Linked DNA regions of Solanum lycopersicum: region 2 is linked to region 1. Evidence: chromatin contacts called from public HiChIP or PLAC-seq data. All regions are on one chromosome and are shown on one strand. The core of a region is the stretch at or near the end of the contact, and the rest is flanking DNA. Distances in the headings are between cores, read along the strand shown. Region 1 holds the start of LOC101244774 (probable carboxylesterase 120). Region 2 holds the start of 20ox-2 (gibberellin 20-oxidase-2).

The links. HiChIP or PLAC-seq counts read pairs in DNA pulled down with a chosen protein or histone mark.
Region 2: a contact with region 1 is called in an RNA polymerase II HiChIP or PLAC-seq map of leaf, with 4 times the contacts expected there. The contact joins the promoter of 20ox-2 here to the promoter of LOC101244774 in region 1. A contact is called at or near these places in 1 of 8 Hi-C or Micro-C datasets (leaf) and 1 of 1 datasets of contacts at active chromatin or transcription factors (leaf).

The regions. Positions count from the first base shown.
Region 1 is chr6:26,859,578-26,866,381 of SLM_r2.1, reverse strand. LOC101244774 (probable carboxylesterase 120) reads right to left here and starts at 3,682. Exons shown (of 2, transcript XM_004240700.5): 1 at 2,973-3,682; 2 at 1,943-2,607. The coding sequence starts at 3,492. The coding sequence ends at 2,147.
Region 2 is chr6:26,904,638-26,911,441 of SLM_r2.1, reverse strand. It overlaps 20ox-2 (gibberellin 20-oxidase-2), which reads left to right and starts at 4,202. Exons shown (of 3, transcript NM_001247699.2): 1 at 4,202-4,783; 2 at 5,139-5,460; 3 at 5,947-6,513. The coding sequence starts at 4,251. The coding sequence ends at 6,216.

The sequences.
Region 1 (6,804 bases), core at 2,433-4,932:
AAATTTATTTATTTATCTCAAACCTCCCGTAGAGATGACATGTGGCATATGTAAATTTTTTCTCAAACCTTCCATAGAGGTGAGTTGTGGCATATATCCAACTCATAATGATTTTATCACATCTTGACCCATTCTCTTATAGAATGATCGAGCATTCACGATACTCATCACAAGTCAGTTTCTCTTCAAGGAATGAACTAATTATTTATATGTACTTCATAAATTTGCATGACACACCTCAACATTACTTTGAAAGATAAAGTGCACCACCACTTTATATTCTTTTATTTTGATGGAGGATTTATAAAATTTATCAAATATTGGGTTGACAAGATTGCAAGCCCAATGACCTTTTGTACCATTTTGATAATAAAAATTACCTTCACATTTTGAAAGACTCTTTGGAGAACCCATAGTGTTCTTCATTTAGCCATATTGATGACTATTATAATTTTGTTCATCCACACCCTTATTCACGTTCAATCACTTGCCATCTTTTAGACTTATTATTCACTGTAACCACATTTGTATGATAGAATGGAGCAAGTGGGCAGATTTCAAACTTATCATATACTGCTACCACATTCATTTTAGGGAATAGAGCATATTCATGAGACGAATTCAAGAATTTTCATTAAAAATATATTATTCATGAAACTCGATGTCTTACCCGTATAAGGCGTGTTACACCATAATTCTATGGGACTTGTGCATCAAAACTCAAATTGATGTCTTACCCTCTTGGTGCAATAGAACATAAAATCTACGTCTTACCCTCAAACATTTTTTTCCATTATGGTGCATCCGGACTTTAACTTGATGTCTTACCCTTTTGGTGCAATGAAACTTGAATCCACCGTCTTACCCTTAACCAACAGTATAATAGAGCGAAGTATAACATGACTTATCCTTTTAGTCTTTCAAAGCAATCAAAATAATATTCAAACTCATGCTATTAAAATTTTATATATACCTTCTTCCATTTAAGAAGTTTTGTATAGCATATCATATTCAATCAATAGTTGTATATGCCTTTGGTTCCTGATAATTGTTAGTGGTGGAATACTATCGTATTTTAAATCATAAAAATATGTTAGCAAATATATACCTGATTTTATGCATATAAATACCTTGTTTCTCATAAAGAGATCAACCAAAACATGAGTTAAAGAAAAAATAAAACCCAATCTCAATTGGCTAGAGTCTCGTGCTGATAACGTATTATAAAGAAAGCTCAAAATATTATAATAAGAAGAAGAAGGCAAGAGTAGTAGATACAAGAAGAGGAATTTTTCTTCTATTCAAGTGTATTTTAGTCTCATATGCATATCAAATGGTGAGTGATATCTCTATTTATAGTGTTGAGATATCACTTCCAAATGTCACCACATTAATAGATACATAGTTATCTCTTTAAGGTTCTTATCACCTTGAAAGATTATCACCTTGGAAACACTTATACATGAATACAATTAATTGTTGGATAACTAATGGATCATCCACATAAAACAATGAATTTATAACAACATTTATATTATGTCGATTTGATTTGGATTCTATTTGACTTTTTTTCTTTGAATATTAAACCAAACTAAGAATGATCAGTTTTTTTTTGTCCAACACCAAACTAATTAAATCAAATTACAAAATGATTTTTTAAACTATTTGATTTAATTTGACTGTACGATAAAAGTTGAGCACATAAGTTGTTTGGACTTTCTTTTAACTTATTAAAGCGGCACTTTATTTTATAGGATACTCCCTCCATTTTTTGAAAAAATAAATGGTTCATTCAAGTTTTATTTTGTTTCAACATAAATGGTGCTCAAGACAACCATTTATCTTTATTTTATTAAATGAATCTTAGTAAATGATAAAAAAAATAATTTAAAGAGCTACTTCTTATTTCACTATATTTACTAAATTAATAGAAGACATCGGCTAAATATATAACTTATTTTGAAACGAAAGAAATATTGAATTGAACAAAATGACAAGCGGCTCTAGCTACTCCCCATAAGATCGTTCTAGTGATTAACTGTCCATCAGAAAAATAGAACAACTTATTGTTAAGAGCAATTTGATAATAACATATGGAGTAGATGGGGGTGCTGTCTTATTTGCACAAAATTAAATACTTAAAACATTAAGTTCTACTAGCAGCATACACGAAATCTTTAGCAGCATCATATAAAGCAGCAGCCATTGATTGATCAAAGACTTCCATAGCATGATATCCATCTCTAAAAAACTTGAATACTTTTATACCTTTTTGTTCCATCAACCTTACACATGCACGAGCAGCATCAACGAGTGGATCTTCACATACACCACTAACAAACACCTTCCATCCTAATTCTTTCATCTCATCTAAATGTTTTGATCCTCCATTAGCACATGGATTGCAGTATTCATGATCATGATCTACTCCTTTTGGTAAACATAAATCGAACATTTTGTCTACTGCAACAAGTGGGAGTAGTTGATCATCTTTCTGCTTTTCCTCTGATTCTGTTCTGTTTTTACCGCTGAAAAATGGATGATGTAATAGTAAACCTTTGATCTTTATTGGCTCTAGCTCTTTTGCCATACCTGCCGCACGTAGACCTGCATACACTCAATTCAATGTAATTCCTCATTAATTTAATGATCCCAGGGTTAACTTATTCACGTTCACTTTTCATATGAACCATCTTTGTAAAAATATTGATAGGGTAATTTGACACTTCAAAATACAACCGAAAACTAAACACAAAAAATGAAATTATGACCAAAATCCCATAGTCCTATTACCCTTGAACTTATTTTCTTTTGTAATTTTGTAAACTTTTTTTTCAAGTTAGGTGGCATCCACGTGCCTCAATTGTGTGGAGTCACAGTGTGTGTCACGTAAGACAAAAGATTTATAAAATTACAAAATATAAGTTCAGGATACTCGTGCATTTTCCCAAAATTAACTTTGAAATACATACCTGCATTATAAGCTATATTTCCTCCAGAACTAGTTCCACCAAGAAAAACTTTAGTCAAATCAGCATAATTACAAACCCATTCATCCTTGGTATTCTTAAGCCATTCTAAGCCATCCATAGCATCATCATAAGCAGCAGGAAGTCGATGTTCAGGGGCTAGACGATATTCAAGTGAAATCACCATAGCACCAACTCTTTCAGCAAGTGCCTGGCAAAAGACATCGAATATAAAAGTATTGGCATGGAAATAAACAAAGCCTCCACCGTGATAGTACATAATCAGTGGCAATTTCTTAGGATTTGGATTTTTTGTTAAACGTCTTGGGACGTATAGTCGAAGCCAAGTGTTTTTTGTTGTGTCAAGATCAACATCCCTTGTTACGACTAAGGATGTGCCTTTTGGATCACAATTGGCTTGTTTGAGGGATTCAGAGTTACGTTTAACTGTGTTACCTGGTAATTCTTGAATCTTAACAAAAGGATTGTCAAAAATTGGACGAGCAAATCTTTGGCTAGCCATTATCGCCCTAACAAGTTACTATTCTATTTTGTCCTAAAAGAGGCAAAAGTTTAGGTGTTATATATATATATAGTCTGTGAGGAGTGGAAGTTGTTATCGATGCGAAGAAGGTGCTACTTGTCGGTTTATTAGGAAATGACTATTTCTTTAGTTTGGATCATTTCTGACCATGTTCAATTTCATAATATCTACTTTGTTTTGAAATATTTGTCACTTTCAAATGATATTTTCTTTATGAGAAACTACTTGACATTTGCATATTAAAATTCATTAACGTTTGATTATCATCATTATTTTTTTTTATAAAATAACGGAGAAAGCTTTTACACAAAAATATTGCAAAGAAAAAAAAGAATCTTAGAATCGGTTCCCGTGCAATAGACAATATTTCAATTTATATTATTTTTTAGTATTTCAATTTTAATTTTTAGTATTTAATTTAGTTATAAGAATTAATCAAATTAACTATCAAAAATTTTGAGAATTAATATGAAAGACAAAGTGCGCCCTTTGTTTTATATCACTTGAACTCTGTTAACCTTGACATACAAAATTCTAGTTAGAGTTATATTTTAAAACTCTAAATTCAAATATATTGGTGTAGTTATTGAATTCTAAAAATAAAAAAACATCTAATTTGTGAATGTTTTTAAAAATATTTATTTGTTAACATTGAAACCAAATAAAATAAAACAGAGAAAATACCAAATGGAAGATAAAATTAATGATTTGGGAGTTGCTTTCACCTTTCGGTATATGTAGACAAGTTACTTTAACAAAAGTCATTTTACACCATCAATTATTTAGCAAGAAAGACTTTAAAAAAATTGATAGAACTAACTAAAGACCCTATTTGTTAAGTAGACATTGCTCTATTGTTAAAATAATGGGAACACAATAGACATTTATGACTATTATAATGAATCAAATTTTGAGAATGTGGTCCCTATCGTTAAACATGTGTATTGTGATGATGAAAATGACAATGAACAAGCAATGTTAGATGTATCTTCAAGTATATGTGTGTGTGAGTCTTTTAATTAAGATATCTATCAATAGAAAATCTAGCGCTTTTTTTTATTCCGTGTGATCCTTTATTTAACTATATCAAGTTTAAATTCAGAATTTGATGAACGAGTACAAGAAAATAGAAGAGAGTAACCGAAATTAAAGTTCACGGAAATAAAAGAAACAAATTGATAAGAGAAGAAGATACTACAGCTACCATTGAAGTTGAAGCTACAAGTGATGTTGAAATAAGAAGATCTGATATCATATCAAAAAATGTAACTGATAGTCGTGAGGAAACTTATTTATTCATTGACAGTGTCTTAAGTACATTATTTATACATGCAATATACAGGAAAAATAATAAACATATACAGTGATACATAAAAGATATACAAAATGGGAATTGGGCCAAAGCCCAAATCAGTAGCAGAAAGGCCCAATTGGCTGGTTCAAGCGAACAGGAAATCGGACTTTGGCCTACGTTAAACTTTAAGTATTCAAATTTGGGAAAATTTCATATATGGCAAACAGATTTTATGAAATTACATTCAATGGGTATAGGGGTATATTTTACATAATTATATGTGCACTGTGATTTCATGTTTTTTTTTTAAAAAAAAATATTAATGATTAAACTGATTGTATAATATTCATTTGTTAATTGTATATATATAGTAAGCTTCAAATCTATTGTATATTTTAGTGTGTAACGTTTATATATACAATATTTTATTATATTCATAATTTTTTGTATATATCGACGAATTTGTACAATGTTTTATAATTTTGTATATGTATAATAGAGTGATTTTACCAAATTTATTTTATACAAAATTAAATAATTGTATACAAATAGCTATTGCCTCATAAGACTTTGTACATGTTACCTTAATATACAAGTCACTATATACCTAACTTTAGTAATTGGTATACAACTAATATAATATACAATTAAGAATTGTCTCATAATACTTTGTATATATTACCTTAATATACAGCCCACTATATACATAACTTTATAATTTGTATATAAATTATACTACCTGATGTTCCCGATATTCTTTAGTTTTGTCTAGTTCTGATGAGACAGTTTCAATCTCCTCTGAATCAATGTTTATGATTTTTCTCTTACTTCCACCTTCAACAATCTTAATGTCGCAAGATTTCACGTTGTTGATGACTTTATGAATTGCCATTGAGTCATTTTTTTTCATGGATCTCAATTCTTCAATAGATTGTTCAACTTGAACTTGTTTATGTTTTGCCATAAACCCTACATTGACCCCAAAATCCTGAATTAACCCAATTGAAATGAAGGTGAATTATCAACAACATTGACATACAATGACATACCTCTCGTAATCCTCATAGATAGAGTGGAATCATCCATTCTGATTTTGAAAGACTTGTACTCTGATAAGTAATAAAGATTTTTTAAAAAAATATACGAAAAAACTAACAATCATACTACACATACAATTGTTGAAGAAGGAATCAAAGAAAAAAAATATTGAAAGCCATGAATTTGGCGGTTACTTGCGAAAAGTGGAAGAACATCGGAGGGAGAAGGTCAAAATTTTCTCAATCGAAATTTAAATTAGAAGGGAAGAATAAATTTAGGAGAAAGATATGGAATGAGAATAATAGAGATAAATTTGATTTTGAATAAAATTATATATAAATCTTTGGATGATGATTTTTATCCTGTATACAAATAGGCAGTGGGTTGCATAAATTATGGCCAAAAATTTGAAACTGTACTTACTGACTGTAAATGAATTAAAATATACCCTTATTAACGAATTACATAAGGATATTTGTCATCCCCATGTAATTTTCCCTTCAAATTTTCAGTTCACTACTAGTTAGTCGTCTTGACTTGTTTATAATTTGAGAAAATTGTATGAAATAACAAACTATTAATTCAAATTAAATGTCACAGCCATAGTTTATTTTAATTATAATTTGCAACAAAGATCCCCATTTTTTGCCATGTGATTCGATACACAACTCGCCATGTTATACATTTCGGTGTAAAGTATATAAAATGTATTTGTATTTGTATAAAGTGAGAGAAAATGTATATACAAATACTAATACATATATTTTCGTCCTATATACTTAAGTTATACAGATAAAAATGTTATTATACAAATTACAAATTAAAATATAAAAAAAATACTTTCTTTGTCTCAATTTATGTGTTAAATTTATTTTTTGAGAGTAAAAACAGTTTAAGTTTGATTAGGAATTTGCGCATGAAATCTTCAATTTTTTAAAAATAAAATTTAACATATTTGT
Region 2 (6,804 bases), core at 2,953-5,452, 45 kb before region 1:
TGCATATTTTAAATATTGTGCAAATTATAAATCATGATAGTTTACAAATTAAAATCTCAATAATTAAGAATATATTGACTCTTAAAATTATATTTTGCTACTATATTGAAACATGAAAGTAAGTATTATACATCATAATAATTAATAACTTAAAATATATAAAATCATATTAAAATTTAATAAATTTTATCTGTTATAAAAAATGAAACAAGAAAATAATAAATATTAAATATGTGCTAGTACGGAAACTCGTATATCATGTAAGTTGAAATAAAAGAATATTAAAATACTGTATAACTAGAAATTCAGTGCCAATTGAGAGTGGAATAATGTATTTAATTATTTTTTCAAGTACGTCAAATATTGGTATTCTCTCGGTCTAATATATGTTGTTTATTTTGTTAAATTTAGAGAATGTAAATTAATTTTTTTAATATTTTTTTCTATAATTAATTTTTTTAAAGCTATCTCATTTATTTGTATAATTTTTTTTTAAAAAAAAATACACTAAAACAATTTTTAAAATTTATAATTCTTAATAGGAAAAATTGTATATAATAGCAAACTAATAACCTAAATTAAATAGAATAGCTAGGGTTTGATTTAATTGTGTTCCATAGCAAACATTAGCTAAAATTTGCCAGCGTCTCTCTTCCAAAAATCTCGCTCGCCACTCTCCATTCTCTCTCGCCTCTCTCGCTTTATACACAGAAGTGTATAATTCTGTTTCTGTTTTGTATAAAGCAAGAGAAAATTGTGTATACACATGCAAAAATGTATATCTTCGTGTTATACACTTAATTATACAATTTACAAACATTTTACTTCAAGTATTGCAGAGAAAAAGGCCAACGAATTATACAATTGTAGTGAAATACAATTTTCTCTAGCTTTATACAACAGAAATGTATATATTGTGTTTCTGTTTTTGTATAAAGCGAGAAAAACATACATCTTCTTGCTATACACTTATAATTATGCAATAGCGAGTTCGACTCGCGAACGATCAGCAAGTGAAGGACCGATCCTTTTGCGCCAATACTGTTGCGAGACTGGTACTTGGCGGCTCACGAGCAACATATAGACTAAGGTTTACATACATTTTAATTCGATTCAACTGTATGCAAAACAAATTATACAATTACAGCGAAATAAGCCAGCGAATTATACAATTTAGGCCAGCGAATTATACAATTTATGCCAGCGAATTATACAATTGTATATGTATAGCAAATTATACAGTTTTATGTTTGCTATGGAGCGCAATTATGCAAAGTTTGTTATAGCATACAATAATGAATTTTTTGATTGCTATGTGTGAAAGTTGCCCATCTTAATATAACTATACAAGTGTAAAAAATATATTCAATAGTATTGAAAGGAGGAGTATATTCAATTGCGCCGCAGTTCTATACCTCCTCTTGAAGAACAGTTCAAACGAAAAAGGGCCTAAAATACCCTCAAAGTATTGGAAATAGTACAAAATTAACTTCCATCTACCTATTGGCTCCAAAATACCCTTCTCACCCACCTATTGGTTTCAAAATACCATTGTAATTCACCTTTTGGTTCAAAACTAACCACTTATATAATGGTTTTAAATTTAAACTATTTAAATATTTTTTTTTAAATACGTGGCGTTAAACTATTTGATACAATTTAACTTATTAGTATAATTTATAAATCAATCCACTACCCACCTATTACTAATTAAACTCCTCCAAATTAATAAATCCGTCACATTATTAAAGAAACAAAAGAAAAACTATTACCAATTGAGTGTTTTTAAATATTTGAGGTGAAAATATCGATAGAAGTAAACTATCATACATTCAAATTTCTAAATAAAAAATTATCGATAAACTTAAAAGTCTGACTATGTTAATCTTAACTATCCTTACGTCTCAATTATGTGATGCTACTTCATAGATAACTTTTTTTCAAATAATATATTAAAGGTTGTAAAACAAATCATAAATATTTATAAAATTATATTTAAAAAAGGTGCATGAATTAATTCGGAATATATACTTCTTTAACTTTAATCATAAATTTCTAATTCAATTTTGAAACATAATCCTATTGAAAGTGTCGTCCTAAATAAGTGGCTCAACCTAAATTTAATTGGGGTTTTGATTTGACTCGAATAATTTTGGATGTCATTTTCAAGAATCTATAATTTCATCGTGTTTTAGTAGTTTTTTTTTATCGATTTTGATATTATAATTGGATTATTAATTGGGTGACGTTTAGTTAATAATGAGTGGATAGTGGGTTGATTTATAAATTATATTAATAAATTAAATTATAACTAATAATTGAACGCCGAGTATTTTAAAAAATATTTAATGAGTTTAATTTTAAAACAATTAAATAAGTGGTCAATTTTGAACCCAAAGGTTGATGACAAGAGTATTTTGGAGACAATAGGTAAATAAAAAGGGCATTTTGGAGCCAATAGGTGAATGAGAAGGACATTTTGAAACCAATAGGTGGATAGAGGATAATTTTATACCATTTTCAATACTTTAAGGATATTTTAGGCTCTTTTCTGTAGTAAGAAATATGTTTCTTTCTCCATTCAATTTTTTTTCTTAACAAATCAAAGAAGATATATTTTAATATTATTTTTATTATTAAATAATTAATAAAGTAATAAATTTTCAAAACATATCAAAATTATTAATTTTTTAATTTCATATTATTGAAAATATAAATTTCATATTTAAGTATCACTCGTTTATTTGAAAAATAAACTCCCTATTATATTACATTCTCTTAGTGTGCATAATACTGATCGTTTGTCTCTTTTACTTTTTTTAAAAATAAATCATATAACACTTCACAGAACAAAACATTTCACTTTAATAAAAGTTAAATAGATTATTAATATGAGTATTAGATAGGAGTTGAAATTTGAAGTATCATTGTCCCAAAAAAAAAAATATTTTTCTTACCAAATTCCGTCACATCCGCCCAGGACCCAGCTTAGCCTCCTTCACTAAAAAATTCCCTTTTTTTTTAAAAAAATAAATATATATTTTATGAAAGTTTGTTTAAGAAAATCTTACTTCATCCCCCTCCACTTTTCTCCCCTCCCTCTTCCAAGTAGATATAATTTATCTTTTTTTCCTAAAAAATATACTCATTCCATTCCCTCCTAACCTCCGCTCCAAGCTGGTGTTTTAATTTCTTATTTTGTATTTGATAGATACATATATTTTCAAGAGAATATTTTTTTGCTTGTCACAAAATACGTCAGTAGAAAAAATTGAGAGCGAAAAATTAGATGAGATGAAATATTATTATTATTTTTTTTTTAAAAAATAATATCTAAAAAAATTCGGAAGGAATGGGTGGTTTGTGGGGTGGTAGAATGGGATAAAAATGTTTTAAATTTTACTTTATTAAAAATCAGTTTCTTATTAGGAGGAATATTGGTATTTTAATCATCAATTAATATTAATATTTTATTTATTTTTTATCAAAATGAAATATTTTATTTATGTCGTATGCATATTTTAATCTGTAACATTTTAACTAATATTAACAGTTTATCATGGTCAAATTTATCCCAAAGAAAACATGATTTTCTTAAATAAAATAGAGATTGTATTATGCACACACAAACATATATTTCTCGAATGAATGAGTTATAGTTTGAATATAATACTTTAAATATAAAATTCACAATTAAGAAAAAACTTAAATATCACAATTAAGAAAAAACTTAAATATTTCTTAGATAGTTTTTTCTTAATTAAATAATAGTAATCAAACTTCGAACTCTTCGATGTATGTTAATATAAATAATTTAAATATAACAAAGTTTTATCATATTATAATTATATAATATGTTTGAATTTAAAAAAATCGAATAATTTAATTTTGATCATAAATTAGAATTTTCTTTTTTAAAATTTTTTATCTAAAACATTATAAAATTTAAAATACATCACATAAATTAAAAAAGAAACGCGGAATTAAGATGAATATCACGTACGCAGAGTTAGGTCCTCGTGATAGAAACGCCAAAGACCATTGGGAAAGAGCTTTACTGTCAAATTTGAAAAAGACAAATAACTTATGGACTTGTACTGAAATTTTAAGTTTCACCAAGCCCCTTGTTTGCAAAGTGATAATTTATTTCTCCTGCTAAAGACACCTATAAGAATCCAATATTTTGTTACCCACTCCTAACGGCTTCCGTTTTTTTTCTCTCTTTAATTTTTCTCTATTATTAACAAGTCATGACAATGGCCATTGATTGCATGGTGATGCCTATGATACAAGATGAGAAAAAGTCACTCATTTTCGACTCATCTGTACTTAAAAATGAATCGAACATTCCTAGACAATTTATATGGCCGGACCACGAGAAGCCTAGTGGTTTTGTTGGTGAACTTGATGTTCCGCTTATTGATTTAGGGGCATTCCTTTCTGGTGATCCGATTGCAGCTAAGTGTGAATCTAGTCTGGTTGATGAAGCATGCAAGAAGCACGGTTTCTTTCTCGTGGCAAATCATGGTGTTGATACTAATCTTATCTCACTTGCACATCGCTATATGGACATGTTCTTTGAATTGCCACTTTCCGACAAGCAAAAGATTCAAAGGAAGAGAGGAGATCATTGTGGTTATGCTAGTAGCTTTACTGAGAGATTTTCATCCAAGTTACCTTGGAAAGAGACACTTTCTTTTCCATATTCTACCCTACAAGGCTCGTCCCACATGCTTGATCAATATTTTCTAAAAACAATGGGGGAAGACTTTAGCCATATTGGGTAAGAGGACGTGACCATTTTGTTTTATTTTATTAGGTCATTACTTTATCTATAAATCATTTTGGGCTAGCTACGTAATTATATCTTCGATTCGGTACGTTTCTTAAATATGTCAGAGCTGACAAATGACATGTTGAAAATATGATTAGACGTATAAAAGTATGTTTCTTTCGGACTCAGGACCTCTGTCTGCATTATTGATACCATATTTGCTATGTAATCATCTCACTAAAACTTGTTAAGAGTCTCGTTAAACTTTGATACATACTTTTTTTTTGTATGCTTTAATTTTTTTAAATCTTCTTTATTAATCAACATGACGAATGTTTATTATTATTATTTTTCATTATGATAGGAAGTTTTACCAAGAGTATTGTAATGCGATGAGCACTCTCTCTTCTGGGATCATGGAACTCTTGGGCGAGAGCCTAGGCGTGAGCAAAAACCATTTCAAACAATTCTTTGAAGAAAATGAATCGATTATGAGACTCAACTATTATCCAACATGTCTAAAACCAGATCTTGCGTTAGGAACTGGACCACATTGTGACCCAACATCATTAACCATCCTCCATCAAGACAACGTCTCAGGACTACAAGTTTTCATGGACAACCAGTGGCGCTCTATCAGTCCAAATAATAGTGCTTTTGTCGTTAACATAGGTGACACATTTATGGTAAGAAAGAAAAGACATTTCTTAACATATATGCCTTCTAATGACTAGTCATTTTACCTAATTGAATTGACATTTACAAAATCAAAAGTATTTACTCTTTCCTCCAATCAATTTGCTTGACACTATGTCATTATTGTCATTATTTGTCCATTTCAATATTTGAAAATAATTATTTTTAAAATTTTCATTTTTTCTATATCGAAAGATTGTTACAGTCGTACAAATATTATAACATGTGTAATAAGGTACCAAAATCCCAAATAGTTCGATATTATTTAAGTGAGACATGTAAGGCATCTTAGACAAACAATCTTGTGATTAAGGTTAAAAAGTATAATAAATAAATATTTTATAGATTTGAATTTATATGATAATTTCAATTTTAAAAGTCAAATAAAATTTATTTTACCTTATATACGTAATTTATTTCTTAACTATGACATAGTTAAACTCAATGTGACATTTATTTATTTTAACCTTTTGCAGGCGCTTTCAAATGGAAGGTATAAAAGTTGTTTGCACAGAGCTGTAGTAAACAACAAAACACCTAGAAAATCTCTTGCTTTTTTTCTTTGTCCTAAGAAGGATAAGGTGGTGAGGCCACCGGCAGAATTGGTGGACTCTAATAATCCTAGAATATATCCAGATTTCACATGGCCAACTCTATTTGAATTTACACAGAAGCATTATAGAGCTGATACCAATACTCTACGATTCTTCTCTACTTGGCTTCAACAGAAAACTACGGAAATTTAAGGCATACTCAAGAAGTTTTTAGTAGCATTTGTGACATCCAATGTAGATCAAGACCTTAGCCTTATGGAAATTGGAATTCTTCATTGCAAGTGAGATATAATAATTTAAAGAAGAAAATGGTAATTTATGTCTATCGATTAGATAAAGTAAATAGTGAATTCAGGTGGCTGTTTGAGTGAATATTTGAATGTCTTTTTTAATAATTTAATTTTTGAGATAAGATAATTACATACTTTGATTAAAATATTAAAATAAACACATATTATTTTTTAATGAGGTATAAAATAGTTCAACAAATATAAATTAAAACATTCTTGTACTTAGTTTATCGGTTGATGGAATAAAAAGACTTCACGACATCTTTTTATTATGTATATCTAAAAGATTAGATAGGATAGTACATATATAGTGCCTAGTGGTATAGATAGGACATGGAATACATACGAATATTGGGAATGGGCAGAGCTTCTAGTGTTGGGAATGGATATTTATGCTACTCTATTTGGTTTTATCCTTGTCCATTTGTTTTTAGTATACTTGGATTGTTGTGGATTTGTCCTTTATTGCCTTGATATTTATTATTATATT